Regions from separate parts of the Mus musculus genome. Here region 2 is linked to region 1. The links are chromatin contacts, called in public HiChIP or PLAC-seq maps. All regions are on one chromosome and are shown on one strand. Each heading gives the region's core, a stretch centred on a gene start, on an enhancer-like site or on the middle of the called end of the contact. The rest is flanking DNA. Distances are from core to core; before and after follow the strand shown. Region 1 has its middle 3.3 kb from the start of Gm41499. Region 2 overlaps Gm30695 (a long non-coding RNA gene).

Region 1 (6,468 bases), core at 3,067-5,566:
GGAGTCCACACTAGCCATCTGGTTGGTGGTAATCTTTGCTATTTGGGATTTGACAATGGGTATTCCGAGAAAGAAAAGAGAAACTCACCAGACATGAGGAAGGAAAGGATTCAAAGACATAGATGTAGTGGTGGACCCCTGGAAAGTAGAAGTTCCACAGCACAACCTTCCCCAACACTGCACGGCTTGACATTTGTTCTACTGTTTTCCTGTTTCCCAGAGCCACGAGCTGTTTAGAGCCAGGAGAATTTTTGCTGTGACATGAAGTAATTCTGTCCTCTGGGATCCCCCAAGATAGCTGAGGTTTAGGAGGGTTCCACAAACAAGAGCTCCAGCTCGCTGTAGAAGTGCTTGCTTTGCTGTTGTGGGTCTGTTTGTTGTAGAAACTGTACAACAGGGCTAGTTTTTCAAGTTTGCTACTTGGGAACACTCATCCCTATCCAAATGAGTTGTGTTATTAAAAAAAAAATCAATGAAACTACTTCAAAATGTTCCTCACTTGCATCAAAATACTACCTTTTAAATTCATTATATCTCAGCAATTTATTTCGAGATTATTGGAGACTAAAGAGAATAAATGGGAATTCCCTAACTGAAACAATTTGATAAAGCAGATTCCTTGTTTTTACTAAATGTATCAACTTATATTTGAATTATTAAATTATTGAAGCTTAGGTGGTGCAGCAAATTCTGAGTACCAGGTGCAAGAGAGCACGGATTGGGGCAATTTATTACTGAGCTCTGTGCCCATGCTCAAGAGCCTATATGAGAGTCCAGACAGAGCTACCCATGTAAAAAGACCAAGCTAAAATTAAAGGGAGATTGTGCTGGTCCTAACATCCTAAAGACACATCATATGTTCTCTGCCTCCTCAGCCACTGGTCAGACTTCTTTCCATAAACCCAGCCTTTCCCCTCCCCCATCTTCCTTCTTCCCACCTGTCTGGAATTGCCAAAGCATCTGAGCTGAGGCCAACAGCCAACCCATGGAGAGGACTGTTTGTTATGAACAGATACATGCAAACGCATCAATATTTCTAACTACCTGTCCCCGTGACTGAGATGGGCAGAGTCTCCCCCACCCTCCTCTTCTCGCTTATAGCAGCAAATGCTGACACTCCCCAGCAAGCATGCCCTCCCTTCTTGGGCCCCACCTCCTCTGTCCCCAAAGTAAATAGAAAACCAGGTGTGTGTATGAATTCTAACGAGGCTAGGGTGAGGGTGGGGAGAGGAAGAGAGGGAGATGGAGAGTCACGGAGACTCAGAGAGTAAAAATAGGATCAACAGGAACTGGGAGTCTGGGTTTCTGTTTCTTCTCCAAGAGTGAGTCCTTGCTGCTGTAGTCTTTGTAAGCAGAGCAGTCCTGACTCTCTGGGTACGGCAATAAGGCATCTCAGGTTCCTCCACAGAGACTATGATCCCTCACTCTCAGACTTCAACCCACACCCTTCAGGAAAACAATCAGTGGGAAGGAACAAAAAAGAATCCACCTCAGGCTCTGTCCAGTGCTGCTAACACAGTTAGTCCCTTGATGGTCTCAAGTCAGTGATGTCACCCATGTAGGAGAATCTGCACCCTGTACCGCTGGTATCCTTCAGTTCCATTCCATACTGCTGAGGTGTGCGCGCGTGCCTGTCTGTCTCTCTGTCTCTGTCTGTGTTTGTGTGTCTCTGTGTGTGTGCCTGTGTGCCTGTCTTGTGTGTGTGTGCCTGTCTGTCTCTCTGTCTCTGTGTCTGTGTGTCTCTGTGTGTGTGCCTGTCTTCTGAGTGTGTGTGTGCCTGTCTGTATCTCTGTCTCTCTGTATCTCTGTCTCTGTCTGTGTGTGCCTGTCTTCTCTCTCTCTCTCTTTCTCTCTCTCTCTCTGTGTGAGTGTGTGTGTGTCTGTGTGTGCCTGTCTCTCTGTCTCTCTCTGTGCCTGTCTGTCTCTCTGTCTGTCTCTGTCTGTCTGTCTGTCTGTCTGTGTGTGCCTGTCTGTCTCTCTGTCTGTCTTCCTGTCTGTCTCTGTGTGTGTGTATGTGTACCTGTCTGTCTCTCTGGCTGTCTATGTCTCTCTGTCTGTCTGTCACTCTCTGTGTGTCTGTCTGTGTGTGTGTATGTGCCTGTCTGTTTCTCTGTCTGTGTTTGTGTATGTGTGTCTGTCTCCCTGTCTCTTTCTGTCTCTCTGTCTCTGTTTGTCTGTGTGTGTGTGTGTGTGTGTGTGTGTGCGTGTGTGCACGCACACTGTCTGTATACTTAGAACTTCATCTGTCACAGCTTTGCTTCCTGGAACTTGAACTGCAGTACCCAGGGCTGTCGGGCCACCAATAAATCAAAGGCTCTTCTCAGAAGCTCTATTCAGCTGTCCAGGCAGGACGGTGGGAGCTGCCTATGTTGAGTCTGACAGACGCCCACTCAGCCCAGCTGCAGGCTATCTAAGGCCATATCCCAACATGGCCGCTTGCCCAGAAACAGGCTCAGCAACTCACCTCCCTGGACAGGAAGGAAGTGCTCGGAACAGAGTGGGACAGGCTTCTTGCCCACACTGGGGGTTGGCTTGGGAATCTTCCTCCGGGTCCCATCTTCTACTTGTCTTGGATGGAGCTCAGTAGGTTACCAAAGGACCAACACACAAATCTGGGCCTTCCCTCTAGAGGCCGGTCAGCACTCACTCACTGTGTTTTAGAAGCAAGCACTGCTCTCTCTCGACTTCCTGTGATCAAACATGCTTGTTAATAGCTTTTAGTAAAAGCCAGATCTCCCTGTGCACGGCTCTGCCGCACATGGACTGAATTAAGAACAGGGGATTGTTTTCATGTCTAGAACTCAGCTAATGCCAAAACAAATGTACAGTAAAATACTGCTGGACACCCCCACCCTATCTCTTCCCTTTCTCGCCCTCAAGGGAGACCATGGAAGACACTGAAGGAAGTTAAGGAGTCAGAATGGTAGGAATTGAGATCCTGCCTGGGGGAAGTGTTGCGTCACCTCAGAACTTCTTAAGTTGTCCCACTATTTTTCTGTAGTCCAACTACCTTGGCTTTCTGGGTTGTCGCTCTACAGTATGTGTCAATGGCTGAGTGGGACCCTTCCAGAGTAGCTAGCTTCTTGCTTCTATTAAAGATTTTCTTCATCTAGATTCCCCACTTCTTGGAGGAAAACACTCAGAATGTGTTTTTAATACATGGTAACTTCGAAAGCCCACAGGCCTCCCTGTGTTGTCATTTAAAATATACAGTTGCTCTAGTTGGATGTCTTCTGGGGTAACCCCAATAAGAAAACAGCACGGGACAGGTATTCAGTTAAAAATTCCTTTCTGTTCATTTATAATCCAGTTGACTGGGTGTCCTGCATATTTTTTGTGGGAGTTGACTCAGAACAGGTCAACTTACTGAATAATCTGACTCTTTAACATACAGGGAAACCCATCGTAGAAAGCGATTGTCCCTTTGAAGTGTTTTATTGCTTAACTGCTTCTAAATGGGAGGCACCAAGGATGATTGTTCTAACTAGCTCACCTGATTCTACGTTGCCAACTTGCTATCAGATTGCTGTAATTGCTAAGCCTCAGTGAGAACCTAGAGACTATTTCTAACACATTTTCTAATAGCTTCAAGACCTATTGACTCGAGTGGGAAGGAAATTAAATTCTAGTCTGCAACCTTCTAGAACTTTCTAGATCTTCCTAGTCAGAAACTCCTAAGAATAAAAAACTAAGTATAAAGAACGAAGTTCTATCTCTGAGATCTAGACTCAGGAGCAATGCCTGTTACTTGTGAAGTAGTGCCCCAAGACGGCTTCCTCTAGCTTATTCCAAATTCACAATGTTGTGGGGGTACAATGGACTGGGCAGTGTAAAGACTCAAAGACTTGCAAACTTTCTTTCCAATTCACATGCCAGTGTCAATGGAGCCTGGGTCTAGTTTGCAAACATTCCCAGATCCAGCACTCAAGATCTAAAATTAAACTCAGTGATCATCAGTTGGCCAGGCTCTACGACAGGAAGATCTCTGAGTCAGCAAGAGGCACAGCACTGGGCCACAGCTCTTCCTCTGCACAGTGGTCCAACCAGGAGCTGAGAGCTGCACAGGGACTCAACAGCAGATGGAGGGGGGCACAGCATCCAGGATTTCTTGCTCTCTTCTTTGAGGTTCTCTTTAACCTCAAAAGGAACAGAATACCCCCCCAGTGACTTTTGTGTACACTGTTTTTTGTTTTGTTTTGTTTTGTTTTGGGGTTTTTTTTGGGGGTGTTTAAACACAGTCTTGTTGCCCCACAGAGCTCTGCCGCCTGCTCACATTCAGCATCTCCTGGGAAATTCGGAGAGATGCTTTATTTAGAAGGCACTCAGCCTGTGAGTCATGCAATTTTCTGCTGTGTTTTTCTTCTTCAGTCTTCCTGCTTCCATAAACATTTATGTGAAGAGAGGCTATTTCGCTGTGTTTCCAGAATCGTCTGCCACAGCTGTTCTCTCTCCACCTGAAGTCATCAACTTTCGCAAAGAGAAATATCCCTTGTTTGCTTTCAAACAACGATAAAGACCAAAAGTCAACACATAAATAGGATTGAAAGACAGAGCGGTGACCCTTTGGCAGAATGGCCTCTTGGCTCAGTGGGTTCTCATGAACCCCAGTAAATCTTAACAGTAGTTGTTTAACACTGGCATGCGCCCTGTAGGCAGAGACACAGTTTTGTAACACTTGTGAGATCCCAGGCCAAAGGAATCAGCAATGATTTTATCTCCCACAGGATCCTTGGTAAGGTGATTTCTTTCATTGAGGGGAAGGGGATAGGAAGCGTCAGGCATTGTGGGAAGCAGACTATAACTTCCTGATCATATTCTCCTTTAAAAATTGACGCTTCGATCAGCCCACAAGTAGCTATTTATTGAGATAGAATTCTCCAGGCCTAAGCCTTCTGGTATGATCTGGTTTGGTCCTGCTCCAGCCCGGGGAAGGCATACAGGATTCTCAACATTTGGGGAATAGGCAAATTCTTGTGCGATCTAGAATCTCTCTCTCTCTCTCTCTCTCTCTCTCTCTCTCTCTCTCTCTGGGCCACAGCATGCCTCTCCTAATTGCAATTTCCCAGCATTCCACTTTACAACAAACAGCAGCCAGAAGTTTGCCGTTCTTGTATTTTCTCCAATGCAGAGTCATCTGTTTTCCTTGTGGCTATTTCCCTCTTGTGTTCTCACCGCATTGGCCTCCAGTGCTGGAGAATGCCAGAGCCACGTTTCCAGTACATTGACCATGTCACTTCTATGGAGAATCTGTGCTCCAGAGAACGAACGCATTGCTTGAGAGAGGGGAAATATCCCATACTTGTTCATATCCATATGTGCTGTCCTTGCATGGGAGTCACCTGAGATAAGGACAGCAATGGGATGCAGTGGTGGGTGCGAGCTACAAGCCAGCCACATGGCTTCAGCCCTCAAGCCTGTTTTTCCTAGGAGTATGGGCTTTGGGAAGAAGTGTTGTTGCTAGGCTCGATGAACTCTACTTCTAGTTCACCCATCTATAAAATGGGCTGAAGGATGGGACTGAGTTCCCTGCACTTTGTGTGTGTGTGTGTGTGTGTGTGTGTGTGTGTGTGTGTGTGTGTGTGGATTAGAGGAGATACAATTCGACCTTAGAGCAGTACTTGGCTCTCAGTCCTTACAGTGAAAATCTTCCTATTGTTTCTATTGAGTGTTCGGGCCCAAGAGGGCACAATCAACGGGTGACCACAGTGACTTTGCACACCATGATGTAAAGTAATGGATGTTATTAAAGTGCACTCCTTTGATAGAACCTTGATAAGCACTTCCCCCAGGCTAAGTGCAACACAGAGTGTAAGAACAAACAAGGAAAGTGCTGCAGGTAGCTTGGAGTCTAGAGGGAGAGCCTAGGGTATGGGGGGGCAGGACAAGCTGTCTTCATCAAAGAGCTTTTGGGTTGAGTCCAGTTCCATTAGCCGGGAGGGACTAACTGGGCGAGTGGATCTTCTCACTTTTCAAATGGGAGTAAGCACTCACCAGGTCATTAAGGAGAGGGATGATGAAGGGCTGGAGATGACTCTGTCAGTAAAGTGTTAGCTTTGCAAGTGTAAGGACCTGAGTTCAAACCCCAGGACGCACATTAACATGTGTTTGTAGTCGCAGCACTGTGAAGGAAGAGACATGTTCAAGAAGTATTATGGAAGTCCTTAAGTAGCCAGAACTGACTTATGAACTCCTGCCCTGCCCTCTGGCACTTACTGAGCATCCATCCAGCCCACTTAGTGAGCCCCCAGTCAGTGGGAGGCCCTGTCTCAAATAAAAGAAAATATGGGTGACAGCTGAGGAAAGACACTGAGGTTGTCCTCTGGGTTCTGTCTGCACACAGCTATGTACATGTGCTGCTCATAATGTACATCTGCACATACACAAATATGCCCATAGTTAGAACGGGTTCCTCCCGATATATTTTCTACTATTGTACACACATTGCGTGTGTTTATGTAGTCAGAGATG
Region 2 (7,040 bases), core at 3,400-5,899, 570 kb before region 1:
TCAGAGTTTTTCATTTGGAAGCATAAGGCTGTCCTCTGTGTAGCTGACGCCTTCCAGCTCAGGGACGGGCAGCTTGGTTTAATGATGCGGTCAGCAGTTGTTGTCTTATACAATCATTATTACCAGAGATAGTGTGTCCAGTGATGGAACTGTCAACAGGTGTGCCTGGAAGGCAGGTGGCTCCCTCTGAGTGGCTCTCCCCCGCCCACCCCCAGGCTTCTCCAAGTTCTCGGCTCATGGATATGAAAGAATTTCCTCAAGTAGGGATGGTGGACTGCTCAGCCCTTAATGAATGTTCATATCACTCAGTGGAAGGCTCAGAGACCAACACAGGAGATGGGGCAGGAAGAATTTAGAGCTTGGGGAGAAGAGCTGTGACTTGTGCTCTTGTGGGCACAACACAACCAGTGTAATTGTGAGATCGTAGAAACAGTGACTGCCAGCACTGGGCGTGTCTACCGTCTTAGATCAGGGAGGGAGGGCTCGTGTGGCTCTGAGGAACTGTGAGCTACTGATGGATTCTGGGGGAGGAGCAGACATCGTCTTCAGTGCTGTGCTTACCGTGTTCCTGTGCAGTCACAAAACCACGGACAGAAACACATGAGCATGGAAAAGAGGGAAAGGAGTCTCTGGGTGTGTGAGTGTGTGTGTATGTATGTGTGTGTGTGTGTATGTATGTGAATGTATGTATGTGTGCAGATGTGTATATGAATGTGTGTGTATGTGTGAGAGTGTGTAAGTATGTGAGTGTATGTATATGTGTATGAATGTATATGTGTGCATGTGTGTGTGAGAGTGTGTGTATATGAGTGTGTGTGTATGTATATGTGTGAATGTGTGTTTGCATGTGCGAGAGTGAGTGTGAGAGTGTGTAAATATATGAGTGTGTATATGTCTGTGAGTGTATGTGTGTGTGTGAGACTGTGTGTGTATGTGTGTGTATAAGTACATGAGTGTGTTTGCATGTGTGAGAGTGTGTGAGTGTGTAAATATATGAATGTGTATATGTCTGTGTGAGACTGTGTGTGTATGTGTGTGTGTAAGTATATGAATGTGTGTTTAAGTATATGACTGTGTGTATGTGTGTTTGTGTGTGTGAGAGAGTGGGGTGAGGACAGAGAGATGGAGAGAGAGATAGAGATAGAGAGATAGATAGTGGTTAAACGGAATAAGAGTGAGTGACTGTGGCAGTAACCAGGATGTCATGTATATACATGAAATTGTCAAAGGGCAAAAATAATAATTAAAACCTTTAGAACTATTTTTCTTTCCTAATAACAGGGAAGGGATGTGTGCTGGTGTGACTCGCTATGTGCTACTTCACATATGCAGTGCATCAGGATGCAGTTCAAAATAAAATATGCCTTAGCAGTTTCATATACTGGTACTGCCGATGGTGGGCAACATAAGGATTAACCATGCACACTCACACGCACACACACATGCACACATACAGAGATTTCTTTCCATTTTTCATAGAGACCATCAGGGCTTCAGGGTGGTTGGTGGGCTTTCAGTCTTGCTTCAGGATGCTTTGTGTTCAGCACTGGTTGATTGGTGAGCCTATTGTTCAAACTGACTGACTCAAGGGGAGTTAAATCAATTTCTAAAATGTTCAGGAGTGCTTGTTTTAATCACACAGCTCGACACATTGTAAAGACCAATGGATTGTGAGGAGTCAAGCGTCAACTGATATTTCTGTATCACAGCTCTTGTATGTATGGCTTAGAGAGCATGAAGGAAAGAGGGGTGGAGAGACTGTCTGAGCCAGAGCACTGAGAAGTCTGCTGTGAAACAGCCTCTCCTAGAAACGGCTGCATAAACAATGCAGAACAAAATGCAGAACAACAGCAATATCACTGACATGCAACTGCAGAAAGGGAAAAACTTCGCAGGGTTCCACTCCTAAGATAGCTGCAGGTGAGCAAGGACAGTTGGGAGAAGGAGAATTATTCCCTCTGAGAGATGAGCCCCCTTACTGGTTATCCAACAAGTGAACAGTCCTAAAACTATATACATACAAACAACAAAATGGACTCATCAGACTGTATCTATCTGTGCATACTTACATGTACACATATGTGCTTGACAATAATAAAGAAAAGGAGGCTATTAATTCGAGAGTGGGGGATAGAAGGGGTTTGAGGGAGGAGTCCTGGGAGGGGCTTGAAATGGGTAAAATAGTACAGTAATTGCATTTTAATTAAAAATATAAAAATGGTACATGTAAAGAATAGAATATTATTTACCCGTTAAGAAAAATAAAGTTAGGAAATTTGCAGATAAATAGGTGGATATCGAAATAATCATTCTGGTTATTTAATAATAATTGATAACCCAGAAGAATTTGCACACTGTTTTCTTTTGTCACTCAGCCTGTTGGTGGTTATGAAAATCAGGAGAGGAAACAACCTGTTCCAAGCACTGTGACGTGCAGTAACTGACACATAGTCCTCTCCCTGTTCTTGAATTTTAGAAGGTTATTGTCTTGAATAGGAAAGGAAATAACTTGATTTTCTTTTGAAGAATATTCTTTTTGAAATGTGAGGTCCCCCCCCCCATAAATACAAACAATACAACACTTTAGATGTTTGGTTATTGATCAAATAAAATCACTTTGTCACGTTGTCCAAGCTGCTGTGGTTTACTGGACTGTCACTAGATGTCTCTCCAAATCCATTGTAACCTTCCACTAACCTGGAGGTCACAGTGTTCAGGTGGAATCCTTCAGGCTTTTGTTCTCTTTGCACTTGGCAGCAATTTTAAATACCCTGGACTGCTGGTCTACCCAGAGGTCTGGACTACTGGTCTACCCAGAAGACTGGGGCAAAGCTGATGATTTTACAGGCAGAAACGGAAACAGATGGGCTCATCTCCTTTAGTTGGAGTTAGAGAGGGATTTCTCCCTGTGTGGAAATTCTCAGGAGAATTTCTAGTCAGGGAGAATTTAGATCAGCCAGTGCAGATGCCAGTGATTTGCATAGATGCCCATCCTGTAGAGTCCAGGACCCTTCTAAGGGCTTTTGAACTGACCATGGATCTGTCTCTGTGGACCTGTGATCATGTTGAGTAGATAGAGTCCACTGTGCTAATGCTGCTTAGTGCCGAACTTTACTGCACCTATGCTGAGGCTCTGTAGCCTCCTCAGCAAGTGGTTCTGGGAACAGAATGCCCACATGTGGAAGAATAAAACCAGATTCCTCTCTCTCAACCATCAAATAGCAACTCAGGATGGATCAAAAACCCTAATATGAGAAGTGAATTTGAAAATAAGGAAACACTTCAAGATGTAGGTACAGACAGTGATTTTCTGTCTGTACTGAGGTGGAGACTAATAGTTTAGGGATCATGCAAGAATCAAATAGGAGTGCCTTAAATTCTACAGCACCAGCATAGCAGAGGAAACCCTAACCGAAGAAACAGCCTGCAGGGTAGGAGAACAAGATTTCCAGCTATCCATCTAACTGGAGATAAATAACCAGAATATTTAAAAACCCCTAAGATCCCAAAGCACAAACAATCCAATTAACAAATAGGAAAAAGAACTGAGCAGACACTTTCCAAGGAAGATAGATAACTCAGCAAATGTGCAGAAAAAATGCAAATCAAGCCATGTCCATGCTTTGATGGTAGCGGTTCATAGGACTCTTCCCTATTGTCCAGAGAAGCTCTTAAAATATTTAAGTGGATGAGTGTTTAGAATTATAGGATGATTATATTAGTTGGGAAAAGTGTCAATAGTAGGATTTCCTCTACGTCCCCAGCCTCACCAATTATGGGTAGTTGGCTCTACAGTACCAGGCATAGATTCCCTCCTGTTGAGTAGGCTCTAAACCAGCAGTCATGCTAACTCGGATGGGGGAATATCCTGAGGCCTCCACCCCTAGATGAAGAGATACAGACATTTAACAGCTGCTGGGAGAGGGAGAATTAGTCTTCCCCAGGGATGCCCCCCCCCCCAAAACTGGCTATTTAGTCCGGAATGGTCAACCTTAAAAACATGTATATGTGAGCAATATTAAATAGACTCAGAAAGTTGGGTATGTATGTATGTATGTATGTATGTATGTATGTATGTATGTATGTCAGAATAATAAAAAAATGATGAATTTGGGGGCAGGGACAACAACATAGGAGTTGGAGAGAGGAGAGGAAGGGAGGAGTAATAGAAATGCCGTATACAGACTCTCAGCGCCTTTCTTTAAGTGGTTGGCATTGAATTAAAAGGGAGCTAATTGGACTTTAAATGTTTGTTTGAAATGAGAACGAATTCACTTCTAGATGTAATCTTTTGATGTGGATGAGAACTAACCCTAATGTTTCAAATGGAGCGAAACATGAGTTTCCTAAGCTCTAGGCAGCCTCCAGTTTGGGTGTTTTCTGACAGACATTTTGGACCTCTGTGCACATCAGCCTTTTAATATTCTTGACTGCCTTGGCATTCACAAGAGTATGGAAGTCACAGCTGAGAAAAGGCACAGAGGAGAAACAGAGACTCTTTCTGTCTCTTCTTGTCCCTCTGGTTTGTGTCTAGAATGTTAGCACTCATATTTTTCTGAGTTCTTTGGTGTGTCTAACTGCCCCCAAGACAGTTTCGTAGTGGTCCTGGCACCAGCCCTGTCCTGGGCCTCAGGCACACTCAGGGGGTTGGTCTGTAAGGCTGTCTAGTCATCTCCAGAGAATGTTGTTCCCCAGGCCTCAGCCCTCAGCTCTGGGATGTCTGCTGCAGGTTTTCTGCAACTCGATCCCTTCTGAGTTCCACATCCTGATTCCCAACCTCCCCTAAAACTTCACCACATTCATGAGAGAGAGAAAAAAGAGCAAAGTATTTGTTTAGATTATTTAAGAGCAAATGTGGGGGTATCGGTACTGAGTGGGGATCCCCAGAAGAATACAGACAAGATGGCACATTCAGTGCCTGCTCATCTCTGGGAGGCATTACGTCCCAACAAGCAGTTCAGCTGTTGGGTAAAAGGGAGAACTGACAATTGGGTGGGTAAACAATTAAACATACCCAGCAGTGGGCAGCTATCCCCACCCCTAGCATGCTTTGTACATTTCTGGCTTGCAGAAATGTATATTGTGTGTGTGTGTGTGTGTGTGTGTGTGTGTGTGTGTGTGTGTGTGTGTGAGGGGATAGGGGTTGTTTATCTCACTCAAGGCCCTTCTAGGAGTCAGGAATGGCAAGTTGGCTTGAATGGAGGGCTCAGCAGATGATGACATAGCCTTGCCACCTCTCAGATCCAGGCTGGGCTCAGAAACAGGTGACATGAGATGACCCCACCCAGCTGGGAGATGACATAGAATGAGGAGGCAGTATGGCTCATGGAGAATGAATGTGAGTTATTGAGAGCTAAGTTAGACAGTGCTTCCCTCATGTCATGGAATACAACATTGCTCTTTTGAGGAAATGATTTAATAAAAACAATTGGATTATTGCTGTATTATACCTGACTATGTTTTTCATTCTTTTGGCTGTTGAATTCCAAGATCAATCACTATTTGTTTAAAACAGATGGTTTTGGGCTCTCAGAGATCCTACCCACACATTATAAAAGGTTTTATTATAGAGTTTGAAGTTCTGAGTCCAAGTTTTCCAGAAGGATGTGCACGGTACCTAAAGGAGCAAGGGTAGGAAATCAACAAGATGCAAGGATGAGGTACAGCTGTTAAATATTTGGAAGCTTTATCAGTGCAGATGATACAGGACAAGGTAATTGAGAAAACTGTACAACAGCCTAAAATCAGAAGGCATGCTGCATGGGGGCAGAGATGTACATGGAAACTATAAGGTTATTGAAGAGAATCACGGTGTTGGAGTGGTACACCACACGGGCTCTTATGGCTACAGGCTGTGACTGTGAGACAAGATTATATTGCTAGGGACACTGTGAATTCACGACATGGAGAAACCAAGCTGGGAAAAGCCATGACTGAGCTAGAAGCTCCCTCCATGCTGGCTAGTGTTCACAAGATCAGAAGGTACTGTGCAAGCTCTTAGGCGAGTATGATTGCCAATGATTCTGCCTCCTTATGGGCCCTGAATGCTAACACCATAAGCATGGCATGCAGCTCTATGACTGCTCCAGGTGAAAGCAGTTATTTTACAATTGAATTTAAGGTCCTCTCCACAGGAAGAGATCTAGGTTTGAGAGTGAAAGCAAGAAGAAACATTGTGGCTGGGTGCTCAGAAGGTCTAAGGGGAAGCCACTATTGCTCCGTAAAATAGGTACAATGTGTCTGTCAAGTTGCGTTTTAAACATTTGTTTGTGCTGTAGTTTGTTGCCTTTGGCCTGAGTGGAAGGAAACATCATTTCCTAGTGGGTGAGTGCTATTGAGAAGACTTGTAACCAGTCAAACTGTTAAGAATAAGTGATTTGTGGTATTTTGGCTCAATGATCAGCCCGTGTAAGGAATAAAGAGTCATTTATCTGTATAAGCCCTGAGATTTAGGGAATGCAGAAGAAAGAGTGGAAAGCTTTGAAGAAGGGGTGAAGTGCCCTACAGTTGTTCCCTTGGGGTTGGATGTGGTCACTGAGTCAAACTAGCTGTGGCCACTCCTGCAAGACACTCACATGATAAAGCCCATTAACATCTTTCATGGCAGGAGCTGGGGGACTAACCAAGTTTAAGGAGCCTATGCCTTCTTCAAAGATTGATAATCAGTTAATTGGTTGGGAGATGAGGGACTTTTTGGTAGTGTGGCTGTAAGGTTATCCTTGTGCCTGTCTGTGATTGTCACCATCTAAGTAGCTGGAGTAATAATTGCTTTACCAAACAGGTCTCCTGATGGAAGCATTTCTTGGTCTGTTGTCCTTTCTTCATGGTGAGTACAAACAGACTCCCAAGGAAAAGCCACATCCTACTTCCTTCTAGAAAAACATCTGACTTCCTTGGTCCTCTATGGGTTGGCGCACTGCTTAGCATGTGAGTGTGACATGTGAGTGTATGCTTATGACCCAGGGGCATGTGAGCGTGTTCTGTGACCCAGGAGCATCCTTCACAGGAACCAGGCTGGGGTGACCTGGATCACTGGGTCA

Evidence for each region. HiChIP or PLAC-seq counts read pairs in DNA pulled down with a chosen protein or histone mark.
Region 2: an H3K27ac HiChIP or PLAC-seq map of embryonic fibroblasts shows a contact between it and region 1, with 6 times the contacts expected there. The contact joins two enhancer-like sites. A contact is called at or near these places in 2 of 115 datasets of contacts at active chromatin or transcription factors (embryonic fibroblasts and embryonic stem cells) and 1 of 9 other capture datasets (embryonic stem cells).

The regions. Positions count from the first base shown.
Region 1 is chr16:92,950,414-92,956,881 of GRCm38.p6, reverse strand. No RefSeq gene overlaps it. Among named protein-coding and RNA genes, the nearest start is that of Gm41499, 3.3 kb to the left of the region's middle. Within about 2 kb of position 4,316, at least 70 of the 459 cell types and tissues checked have an H3K27ac peak or open chromatin away from gene starts, as enhancers often do. A contact at or near this core is called in embryonic fibroblasts, where this site is marked.
Region 2 is chr16:93,518,315-93,525,354 of GRCm38.p6, reverse strand. The region is part of intron 2 of Gm30695 (a long non-coding RNA gene); the gene reads left to right. Among named protein-coding and RNA genes, the nearest start is that of Gm30695, 9.6 kb to the left of the region's middle. Within about 2 kb of position 4,649, at least 19 of the 459 cell types and tissues checked have an H3K27ac peak or open chromatin away from gene starts, as enhancers often do. A contact at or near this core is called in embryonic fibroblasts, where this site is marked.